2 separate regions of the Mus musculus genome follow, and region 2 is linked to region 1. A link is a contact called in public promoter capture Hi-C data. All regions are on one chromosome and are shown on one strand. Each heading gives the region's core, a stretch centred on a gene start, on an enhancer-like site or on the middle of the called end of the contact. The rest is flanking DNA. Distances are from core to core; before and after follow the strand shown.

Evidence for each region. Capture Hi-C pulls out chosen DNA fragments and counts their contacts.
Region 2: a contact with region 1 is called in a promoter capture Hi-C map of liver, with 2.5 times the contacts expected there. The contact joins the promoter of Sergef here to the promoter of Emc10 in region 1.

Annotation. Positions count from the first base shown.
Region 1 is chr7:44,493,392-44,499,401 of GRCm38.p6, forward strand. Emc10 (ER membrane protein complex subunit 10) reads right to left here and starts at 3,027. Exons shown (of 7, transcript NM_197991.3): 1 at 2,865-3,027; 2 at 1,417-1,489. The coding sequence starts at 2,978. Fam71e1 (family with sequence similarity 71, member E1) reads left to right here and starts at 3,204. Exons shown (of 5, transcript NM_028169.2): 1 at 3,204-3,339; 2 at 3,524-3,642; 3 at 4,112-4,242. The coding sequence starts at 3,297.
Region 2 is chr7:46,637,887-46,643,898 of GRCm38.p6, forward strand. Sergef (secretion regulating guanine nucleotide exchange factor) reads right to left here and starts at 1,921. Exons shown (of 11, transcript NM_013789.2): 1 at 1,827-1,921. The coding sequence starts at 1,886.

The DNA.
Region 1 (6,010 bases), core at 1,777-4,276:
AAGGAGCTGTGGGCAAAGCTAAAGGCTAGCTAGTCAGGCAGATGTTGGGGCTGGCCCAGTTCAGCCTTCCCTGAAATAAGGGGTCTTATGGTGCTACCCCAGACCTCTTTCTTCTGCAGCAAAATGGGCCAGTGCTCCCACCACTGCCTCACAAGACCAACTAGGGCTCTCTGAGGGAGTGGAGCAGGACACAGGTCAGAGGCTAGAGAAGCCTGTTCTGACATTCCTTCTTCAGCTGACTGAGTTGTTCCTACAGATCTAGGGGCAAGAAGGAAATAATTATATACACACACAGACATGCATATATATACTCATGTTTGCATGTATGTATATGTGTGTGCACATATATGCACATGCGTATATATACACATGCATGTGTCCAGATGAATTTCTTTTATAAATATTAAATGCAAGTTAGCACTAATACAGATTATGGAGGGAGATCCTGTCAAAATTGACAGCCGGCCACATGAGTAAGAATAGTCAGGGGCCCTGATGGCTGGTTTCAATTGCCAACCTGATACAATCTAGAATCACCAGAGAAGAGTCTCAGTAAGGGATGTCTAGGTCAGGCTGGGCTAAGAGCATAGCTGCAGGTGAATATATTGATCACATTCATTGAGGTAGGAAGGCCCACCCACTGTGGGTGGCACCATTCCCTAGGTTTGGGCCCTGAATTATATTGAGTGTAGAGAGGAGGCTGAGTGTAAGCAAGTACACATGCATTAATTCTCTCTACTCTAGACTATGGATGAGATATAACCAGCTGTTTGAAGGTCCTGATTTGACTCCCCTACTATGATGTGACTGCAATTATGAAAGAAAATTAAATTTTAAAGGTGAAAACCACAAGAAGATCTTTGATACCTATACAAGCAGGCAAAAACTGTTCTGTTCTGCCAAGTTAAGGCAACTCAAAACAATCTTTGGGTATCTGTGTAAGCAAGTTATAAATGCCAGAGAAAACTCCAATTAACCATATCATAATAAGAAGATGGTCACAGCTGTACATTTTTGGATGGGTGTTACTAAGAACCTATCTTCCAGGCACTGGAATGAATGACAAATGGCTAGTGGGTACCAAGAAGGCTGCCTGGCATGAAATAGTTTCTTTACCCATCACACATGTACATATGCATGTACATATGCATACATATGTATGAATCAGTATATGTGTGGAGTGTACATGTGGTGCATGTGTATATATTTACATATGCATATATATGTATATGTGTATGTTTATAATCTTCATTAGCAGAAATGCAACCCAGGCCCTTGGGCACACTGACAAGCACTAAACCCTTGAAACCTTGAAGCCACAGGCATGGGGCATCTAAAGACAAGTCCTCTCCTGTCTGTGCTTTCCGCCCTCGCCACCAAAGGGCAGGCGTAAGGCTGAAGACACACTGATCTCACCGAGCTCAAATGAATGCTCCAGCAGCAAAGCCACGGTGCCACAGCCCTCAGCTTCACGGCCATCGGCCCCGGTCTGCAAGGGAGACAAGGACCCCAAGTAAGAACCACTCACGCTCTGGGCGGGGCAGAAGGACAGGCTGAAGGACAGGCCGTAGCTGCATGCTCACATCCAATCACAGGTGCTCTGCCCAGGACTGCCTCTCATGACACAGTCCATTTCCATAGCCCAAAGAAAACTCTAAAAGCTTGTTATTCTCATGTCCAATGCCCGGGTCGTTATCTTTTTGTTGGTTTTTTTGGTTTTGAGAGTCTCAGTGCACAGCCCGAGCTAACCTCTGATTCACAATTCTTCTGCCTCCACCTCTTCGTGCTGCTACTACAGGTAAATACCACCTTGCTCTGCCCCCCACCCCAGGTCATTCAGGTTTTCATTCACGAGTTCACTTCCTTTGCACATGCTAATACTCTGACCATTCACATTGGCAAGAAGCCCACTTCTCTCTGGCACATCCTAGATCCACACTTTCTTTCCCACGGTTCTGAAGCAGAGTCCCACTAAATCACTCCCTGATCCAGACCGGAGATGATCCTCCTGCCTACGTCTGCTGAGCGCTTGGGGTTACACATGAGCACCACCACCATCAGCTTAATTTCTTTGTAATTTTTCTTTTTTTAATTTTGTGTATGGATATCTGCTGCATGTACCTATGTGCCCTGTGTGCATGCCTGGTACCTGGTGTGCCAGAAGAGAATGTGCAATCCCCAAAAACTGAAGTTAGCAGACAGTCGTGAGCCTCTAGGTAGGTGCCAGAAAGCAAACCCAGGTACTCCAGAAAAGCAGTCAGTTCTCTTGGCCCTCATTTCTCCAGCACCCTATTTTTGGGGTTTTTTTGAAACAGGACCTTAGGTAGCCCAAGGTGACCTTGCACCCCACACCCAGGCCTAAGCCTTAGATGTCTTAATTTCAAGCTTCTCCTAGCCAGGCATCCTACAGCACTCTGGCTCCTGAAGGACCTGACTTCTTCGTGCATATTCAGAAACATGATTCCAACCCTAGCACTAGAGCACTGCTTCCTTGCCATATCTTTATTAATTACTTATTGAGTCAGGGTCTCACTGTGTAGCCCTGGTTGGCCTAGAACTCCCTTTGTCCTAGGCTGGCCTCGAACTCAGAAATTCACCTGTCTCTGCCTCCCGAATAGGGGTATTGAAAGCGTGCACCATCACACCCCCATTTTTGTATTTTTGAGACAATCTCAAGCAATCCAAGCTAGCCTCAAACTCCTTGATCCTCCAGCCTCAGCCTCCCAAGCACGGAGATGAGAGGCTAGCTACCACTACTCCACGCAGCTCAGGTTCCGAGCAAACCACATCCTCTCATGAATATTCATGATGGGGTCCATCTAGCGCCCACAGGAGGCCGCCCCGCCCCGGCCACTAGCACTCACCCCACGCGCGGAGGCCCCGACCCGGCAGCCGCTGCCTCGGGCTCTGCTAGGAGCCGCGGCTACCATCAGCAAGAGCACTAGCAGCCGGGTCACCCCGGCACCCGCGGCCACCATACGGGAGCGTTGAGAAAAACCGAGAGCCATACAGCCCGCTAGGAAACACAGGGTTCATCCTGAGGCTCACGCGCCTGCGCCGCACGCCGCGCCTGCGCACTAGCGCCCGTCCGCCTGCTCCCGCAGTCAGGGCGGCCATTTCTCCATCCGGGTCTCTAGGGCTCACGTTCCCGGTGACACCACCTGGGAGAGAAGTGACGTCGTTGACGTCACGGAACGCCGGGCACCCTATTGTAAAGTCACAAGCTCTAGGCCCCACCCTTTATCTGTCTGTCCCAGGCTTCACTCGGCGTTCCTCCCCAGGGCCGGGGCGTGGCGATGAAGGGCGGTCGAGATCTTAAGGCCGCTCGGGGCGGAGCAGGTGAGACCAGTTCTGAGGGGATGGAAGGTGACAAAAGGACTTCTGCCTGGAGGGGTTGGCCCTAGAGAGGGAGCCGGGGAAGGTATGGGACCAGCAATGCGGAGGCCGCTGCCCCGCATGCGCCCTCGGTCAGAGTTCATGTACCTGGCATCCTGGGATGGATGCTCGCGCTTCGCCCCTGCAGACCGCCCCCTGGCTCCAGCCTACGCCCCGTGCCGCCCTGGGCGCCTCCAACGCCACCTCCTGAGCGGCGAGTTCGACCAGCTGCGCGACTTTCCCATCTTTGAAAGCAACTTCGTGCAGGTGTGGAGCCCCGGACCTCCGACCCGTTGATGTACGGATCTCCCCCATCATTTGTCGTTCTTTCCAAGTGATCCACATCACCTCTGAGCCCGCTGGGCTTTTTGTGTCTTCAGAAGCCTTTGTCTCAGTTTCCTTGACTGTACACATATGGTTCTTGTCCTTTAATCCTAAAATCTTTGGCCCACAAGCCTTTTTTTTTTTTTTTTTTTCCTTTTTAGAGGTAATATGGCTGGTACTCTGGGCTTCACTCGTTATTCAGCAGGAGCTCTACCCCTTAGTCACACCCTAGCCCTGCACCGGGGGATTCTAGGCATGTGTGCTTATATTCTGAGCCACATTCCCAATCCCTAACCTACTGTTCATCTCCCCTAGTTCATGACCTTTCACTCTGTCAAGATCCCCAAGACCCAATCAGATTCCTGTTGAGTTCTGTTCTCCATCTATCGATCCTCTTAACCTTTGGCCCCAGGTGACCCGGTTTGGAGAAGTCGCCAACAAGGTCACCATGGGGGTGGCAGCCTCTAGTCCTGCCCTGGAGCTGCCAGACCTGCTGCTGCTGGCCGGCCCTGACAAGGAGAATGGACACCTGCAGCTCCTCGGGTGACTGCCCCTCTAAGTCCCAACTTCCTCCAACCTCCCTGCCGCCATTTTGCCACCCAGGGACCAAGATCACCACCAAACCTCTTCACTAAGAAAAATGGCAGGGCACTTCACAGAGGTCAGAAGTCAGGCGAGATGAGGGAGGACAGCCCTCAGTGGCATCACAGGGTCAGGATGGTGGCTGTTTACACAGTGCTTTCTGCTTTCCAGGTACTCTGTCCCAGAGAGATAAAGTAAAGCTCAAAGACTGGGCCCACGGCCCAGGGTCCCACAGTCCACTGTCCACTCTGCCCCTCTTCCTGAAAACTTGTGAAAATCAATACCACCAAGTACAAACCTCACATAGAACAGAACACCCCTTCCCCCAGCCTAGGCCTTGCCCTGCCTCAGCTGCATGCAGGAAACGTGTACACGCTTACAGGACATGTACATACTGTGGTATTTTTGGAGACCTGAATCCTTTCTCATCCTATCTCAGTTCACGAAAGACAGGGAGAAAATAGAAAAAAGCCAAGCCTAATAGTACAGGCCTGTCATCCCAAGACTTGAGCAGCTGAAACAGGATTGCAGGTTCAAGGCCAAATTGAGCTTTGAAAGTGGCAACCTGGACAACTTAGTGAGGCCCTGTCTTAAAAAAGTAAAAAGGGGCTCTGAGTGTGTGTGTGTGTGTGTGTGTGTGTGTGTGAGAGAGAGAGAGAGAGAGAGAGAGAGAGAGAGACCTGGTCAGTAGAGTATCTGTAGGGCAAGCATGAGGATCCGAGTTTGACTCCCCAGCAGCCATATAAACATCCAAGCCCCATGGTAAGCTTGCTGTTGGGAGAGGCAGAGATGGGCCATCCTTGGAGCTTGCTGGTCAGCGAGTTTATCCAATCATTTGGCTCCAGGTTAAGTGGAAGTCTCTCTCCAAAAATGAGGTAGGAGAATGATAGGAGAAGGAAGACCTTTAACACTAACCTATGACCACCACATGCAATGCACACACACACATGCAAGTCACTGACCTATGACTGCCACATGCAAGAAAGGAAGGGAGGAAGGAAAGAATAGATGGATTTTAGCTGGACACGGTGGTTCACATGTTTAATCACAGCACTTGGGAGGCAGAGTTAGGCAAATCTCTGAGTTTAAATCCAGCCTGAACTACAAATTTTAGTCAGCCAGGAATGTATGAGACCTTGTCTCAAAAAAAAAAAAAAAAAGAAAAAAAGCCGAAAGAAAAAAAATGCCTGAATTCACCCAATTATCTCCTTACCTAAGTGGAGAACATCGCTCCGTTTTCTGCCCTGGTAAGATTTACAGTTTCCAACAACAGGCTTTGAATGTTAAATGCAATCTAGGGGTCTCTCTGACCCTGTCCTTGCCTGCCTGTAGCCAACAAAAGTGGTACAAAACTTTCAAAACTGTCATCCCAGGACTCAGAAGGTCGGGACAGGAGGATCAGAAGTTCAAGGCCAGGTTCAGTGACACAACTAGTTCTAGGCCAGCCTGGACTACACTTGTCAACAAAACAAACCCTGTTAGCAATTAGTCCCAGACCTACTCCAGGCTCCTCCTGGCACCAGGCTGAGTCAATGTGACTCCCCTGTGGCTGGAACATTCTTGATCCCAGAGCTTAGGATCAGTCCTGCCTTCATTCTCCTCCTTTCTCCACCTCTGTCCCCTCATCTGGCACATGTGGTAACAGGACAGTTCTTCCTGAAGCACATGGCACAGCATGAGCAGTGTGCAAATGTCAATGAGAGCTGTTCAATTTCAGGGAAATCCATCG
Region 2 (6,012 bases), core at 671-3,170, 2.1 Mb after region 1:
ATAAGGGCCCTAAACCCAGGATAAAGCTAGGTAAAGAAAAATTTAATATACCCTATGACAACTGTGTATACCTTCCTTCTTTACAAAGGGTCCAGACACAGCGTGTGCATACACACACACACATACACACAAAACACAAAACCACTTGGAACAAGATGAATTGTGTTCCTTCAAAATGCCTATGTCAAAGCCCTAACCTCTGACATACCAGAATATGACTGTATTTGGAGACACACCTTTAAAAAGGTAATTAAAGTTAAATGATGAGACAGACCATAATCCAGTCTGTCTAGTCTCTTCCCAAGACACCAAGGATGCCCATGCACAAAGAAACAGCCACCTGAGGCCCCAGAGAAACCAAAAGTGCCCACACCTTAATCTCGGACTTGCAACTTCCAACACAGAGAAAATAAATGTCTATTGTCTAAGAACCCAGCCTGTGGTGTTTTGTCACGGCAGCGGCAGCGGCAGCGGAGGCCAACTAATACATGCTCCCTGATTACGCAGCAGGAGGAATACCCCAGCAGGCCTCCAAACACACTAGGTTCAGCCCTGGTTCTGTCTCTGTCCATTCAAGGCCACAGCTGAAAGGCTTTTCCTATCAGGTGTTTTTCCTCTGTCCAAAAAGACAGCAGTCTCCAGGCTGGAAAATGACAGCAACACATTCAGTTACTAACGCCCACCCCCACCCCACCCCCCAACCCCCACCTCCCACCCCCCCTGCCAAGCCTCGTTCAAGTGCTACTTCAAGGAGTTGAGCCAGCCAGCCAGGCCAAGCCATGCTCTCCTTTCTGACAGCCTTACACTCAACAAGTGAAAGGTATATAGATAAATTCTAATTTTGGCAAAAAACATAGCTGTTATGGCTTCCTCTATCACAAGAACTGGGAATAGCTATGTATTTCCCAAACATTAACAGATGGCTGTGCACACAAGTACTCATTCATTCGTTTCATTCGCTCGTTCATTCATTCATTCATTCATTCATTCTTTAGTCAACAAATATTTCCCTGGGGTCTACAAGATGCCAGGCACCAAGAGAGACAATGTGAACACCACTGGCTCAGTACTCGCTCTCAAGAACACCTCCGCTGTAGTCAAGGAGACTGCCGTTAACAAATCATGCATTCCATTACAATTTTGGTATTTAATACTAAGAACAGCAACACCCGACATATGCATGCTGTCACGCATGTCCCCCACACTCGTGGGTATAAAGCCTCCTCTCCAATCACACGGAAGGATGACCATAGGTCAGTCAAAGTGCAGTGTCAAACCTGCCCAGCCCAGACTTCCACACCCCCAGAAGAGAAAAGATTTGGTCACAGCCGAGTAACAGCAAATACGCAGGGTCTGTGCCTTGCGCGGCCATACTCCACAGGCCTCACATCCACAGGACGCTCCCCAGGGTGATGGCGCTGGAAAGAAGCCTTCCATCCTCCAAGCAAAAGGCAGGTTCGATGACACAGGTGGCCCCAGGAGCTCTGGGACCGAGATCTCTCTGCCAAGCCTCCACGCTGTCTTTCTAGGCAGTCTGGCGGCCGAGCGCTTTCCCAGAATGGATGCTTTGCTCTGGATGCAGGGTCCTCCCGAAGTGCTTCAGTCCCTCGGGTCCTCATCCCACAGCTAGCAGTAGGCCCCTCAGGCACTGCGGGGAGACCCTCCCTCCGCACCCTCTCCTCCTTGCTGCAACCCAGGATCCTCCAATCCAGGACCCTAGCTCGGGCCGCCGCCTCCCAGCTCCCTGCCACCCACGCAGACGCCGGGAGCTCCCGGGTCTCCTCGCCCCTTCGTCTCTGCCCTAGCCCGGGGGCGGAGCCACGTACCCAGGCGAAGAGCACAGCAGCGGCAGAGACAGTCTCGGAGGCGCAGGACTCCCGCGCCATGCACACGCTCAGCCGGCGCTTCCGGGAGGGCTGACGCGGGGCGGGGCCTCGGAGGCCAGGGGCAGGGCGAGTCCGGGAGCTGGGCGCGGTCAGCGGGATGGAGGCGGGGTAAAATTAGGGATTAGGAGGGGCTAATGGGACTGGAGCAAGACGTAGCTAGGTATGGTCCTGCCCTAGAGCGCCGGGACTCAACCAAAGCACTGTCAGCAGGCACCTCGCGGCCGCCAGGGAACACACCCGGAGGTGCCTTACTACACCCACACTCGTAATTCTGCACCATGTTCAGTAATCTGGAAAACTCGCCACCTGTCCCACGCTGCCCAGAGCAGATGACCTGACAGGGGTGCAACAGCACGGTGGGAAGGGACCTGAACTGAAGATGGCAAGAGTCCAGTCCTGAGTCTTCACGAAGCTACCTTGGCCCGCTTCGCTGTGCGTTTGGGAACCCGAGAGTCTTGGGGAGCCGTGTTAGCCTTCCACAGCGGAAACCCACTACTGGTGACACAACTGGGGCTGGCTATTGTCTGATGTGCCCCTGCGTTCTCCCTACTCTCCGCGGCCCCGCACCATCTGCCCTAATTCTAATCACGAGCATAGATAATTCTCATCCAAGATAGATTTTCATACAATACAGCTTTCTATCAACGTTGTCGTGATGTTGGTGAGAGTTTAGTAATACAGTGTACCAGTGCACACTGGGGGAAATGGAATTTGGAATCTGGAATCTGGAAGGAGGACAAAAAGATCATGTCCCATTTAAGGCGATGATCTGCATTCGTAGCTCTGGCCCCTGTACAGACAGGTCTCAAGGCCTCGCCTTCCTTTTCTTCCTAGACCCTCACATTGGAAAATGTGTCAGGGAAGCTTCTGTCTAGGTCTCACCTGTTCATGCTACTGACATGTTACTGTCTGCTGTGTCTTGTGAGGGAAGCCACCCTTGGTCTTTCCTCCTCCACACTGTGGTTTCTTGAAAAGTTTGGTGGTGGTGCTTAGAAAGATCCAGACAAGCCAGGCAAAGCTGCTCTTACTCCAGAAAGAGAAAATAGAAGCCGTGAGAGATTCCATGTGCTGTTCACCGGTTTGCTGTTGCCATTTTGATCACTTCTTTCCAGCCTGTTCTAATAGGAAGTCACAACAGGGTATAATAGAAAGGTGTCTTACCAGCAGTTCCGGAAGCAAGAAATGCCAGTAACTTGCACATTGCACGGTAAGGTGGACTTGTGCGGGTCTTGTGCATGCTGTCAACAGTCTCTGGTTTTACAGACAAAATCCCAGCACTGAAGAAGAGAAGTGGGCACAAAGGCCCCTCCCTGACGAAGAAGCTATTTGCAATCAATACTTCATGAGAAAGAGAAAACCAGTTGTCTCCAATGGGACGATTGGGCATATCAGTCACCCTCCTGGGTAGGTCCCATGCTCAGGAGTAGCTGACCAACATAAAACAGACTCCATGTTTCATGTGTGGTTTTGGTTGTCCTTGTTATGGTTTGGTGAGTGTGATGGTTTACATATGCTTGGCCCAGGGAGTGGCACTATTTGGAGGTGTGGCCTTGTTAGAGTAGGTGTGTCGCTGTGGACGTGGGCTTTAAGACCCTCCTCCTAGCTGCCTGGAAGTCAGTCTTCCACTAGCAGCCTTCAGATGAAGATGAAGAACTCTCAGCATCTCCTGCACCATGCCTGCCTAGGTGCTGCCCTGCTCCCACCTTGCTGATAATGGACTGAACCTCTGAACCTGTAAGCCAGCCCTGATTAAATGTTATGCTTATAAGAGTTGCCTTGGTCATGGTGCCTCTTCACAGCAGCAAAACCCTAACTAAGACAGTAAGTTTTGTCTTTTTGGGTTTTGTTTCAATTTTTCCTGTTGGAGGTGTTGAAAGAGAACATGAGGAAGGACCTGGGAGGACTTGGGGGAGGGGAAAGAATATAATAAAACTATATTGTATAATTTTAATAATGTTTAAATATAATAAAAGTAAAATAAGGTAGGAGAAACCAAACCAGAGCTTAAAGTGCAGGTATCCAGAAATCTGGATGGATTCCTGCCTAAAAGATGAGAGAGGCTGAAACGGATCCTGATAGGATAGTTATGTGATCACTGCTCTATCAGTGTGACAGTGTGATGTGACTCCCACCCATCTCAAGTCCAAGGAAAGATGAAGCAGAAGGACCAAGACATCATTCAAATTGGAGGATTTCTCATGATGAGAAATATGATAGCCAGCCACCAGACAGGGCTGAGAGCTGGTCAGAGCCAGAGACTATGGGAGTTCTGTCAAAGTCACCATAAGCAAATTGGCAGAGTCTTAGAGAATCTATAGGGATCAAATGACACCCATGGAACAGTTGGCCACCAGATTCCCAGAGACTGATGGAGATGAAGTCCATAGCCCAGGCAGAGGAAGACACCATTATCAAGAGATGCTGAGGCCTTGTAAACCACCCAAAAGAGCGTGAACTGATACTAACTCTGACAAGAGCAGGAAGGGCTGGCGCCAACTCACGACACGCAGTCTAACAAGAAACTTTCCTGTTTCCTCCGGCTCCCTGCTACCTGCCACCTCAGGTCCTCACAGACACCAAGTACCACAATTCCACTCATCTCCCAGTTAGTGGGAGAGGGGTGTGAGGAAATAAAGAAACTACTGAGCACTCGTCTTGGTCCTAGAGGAGAAAGATGGCCCTGCTCTTAAAGTTTGAGGTGTTCATTACTTAGTACAGAACTTCCTTTTGTGGTACTTCCCATAGAATCCAAGGCATTATCCAGGAGAGAATTCTAGCACTAAACTACATCCCTAGCCCAGGTGGGACCTTTAAAATGCTGACATGAGACAGGGGTAGGTTTCCTGAGGTTTCACTGAAGGTGCAAAGACGAGCCACTTACAGAACCAGTTTTATTTATTAGAATTTGGGAGGTGGGGTGGTTTGAACACTTGGTCCCCACTTGATGGCACCGTTGGGGGAGGCCACAGAGTCGAGAGAACCAAGGTGCAGCCTCCAAAGCCAGGCTCTGCTTTCGACAGAAAGATTACCAAGCCGCGGATCAATTCTCTCAACTAGAAAAGGTGTCAAAAAATTGTTTTTAATTCTAACTTTTTACTGTTTCTTTGTGAATTTCACATTATGCTCCCCAATCCCACTCAATCTCCCCACCCCTCTGTATCTTCCCTCTGCCCTTGCAACCTCCCCCCAAAAGGAAATAAAATACAAAAATACAAAAATAAACAAAACAAAGCATAGAACACATTCTCGTCATGAAAGCTGTAGTGTGTCCCACTGTACACCCTTTGACCATGCATCTTTACTTGCAAATGTTCATTGCGGTGAGTCATTGGTCTGGTCTGAGGCCTCTGGCTTCTGCTACACGATCAATGCTGGATCCTCAATAGGATTCCCCTCAGATATTCTGTGGTTGCCCTGTGTCGTAGAGATCCTGCACCTTTGAATCTGTAAAGCCAGCCTTTTCACATCTCTGAAAGCCAGCAGTTCATAGATGGAATAGATGATGGTGTGAGCCAACTCCAAGACCCAGATCTGGGCCTGGGTGATAGCTGAGTTGGTCACCCTGCCAGCTCTCCCACACCCACACCACCAGATGGCTCTCCAGCACTGCCCCAGCTAGCTCACACAGTGCTGCAATGGGCAACCTCTCCAGCTCTCAGACTCTCTGGGCCAGCTCACCCACACCCATGCCACCAAGATCCAGCTCTACTGTGCTACCTAGTGGAGGTGCAGGGCCCACTCTCCCTAGTGCTGCAACTCATGGGGGGCAGGGCCAGCTCTTCTGCTCTCATGACCCCAAGGCCAGCTCTCCCAACTGATATGGGTGGCAAGAGGCAAGGACGTGAAAGGCATTATCCTCATGCCCATAGCCTAGGAGTGTCCGGGCCATGTTTTTCATGTTCATGCCCCTGGGGCCAGTTCACCCACACCCCTGCCACCAGGGCCAGCTCTACTGCGCTGCCTACATGAAGTGCAAGGCCCATTCTCCCAAGTGCTGCAGCCAGTGAGGGTCAGGGCCAGCTCTCAGAAAAGACTTTTTAGGTATATTTTAAGTCATTGGAGAGCTTTCAAAGCAACAGGAACTCAAGGGGCTGTGACAAGAAGACAAGGGATTATGCCAAGTACT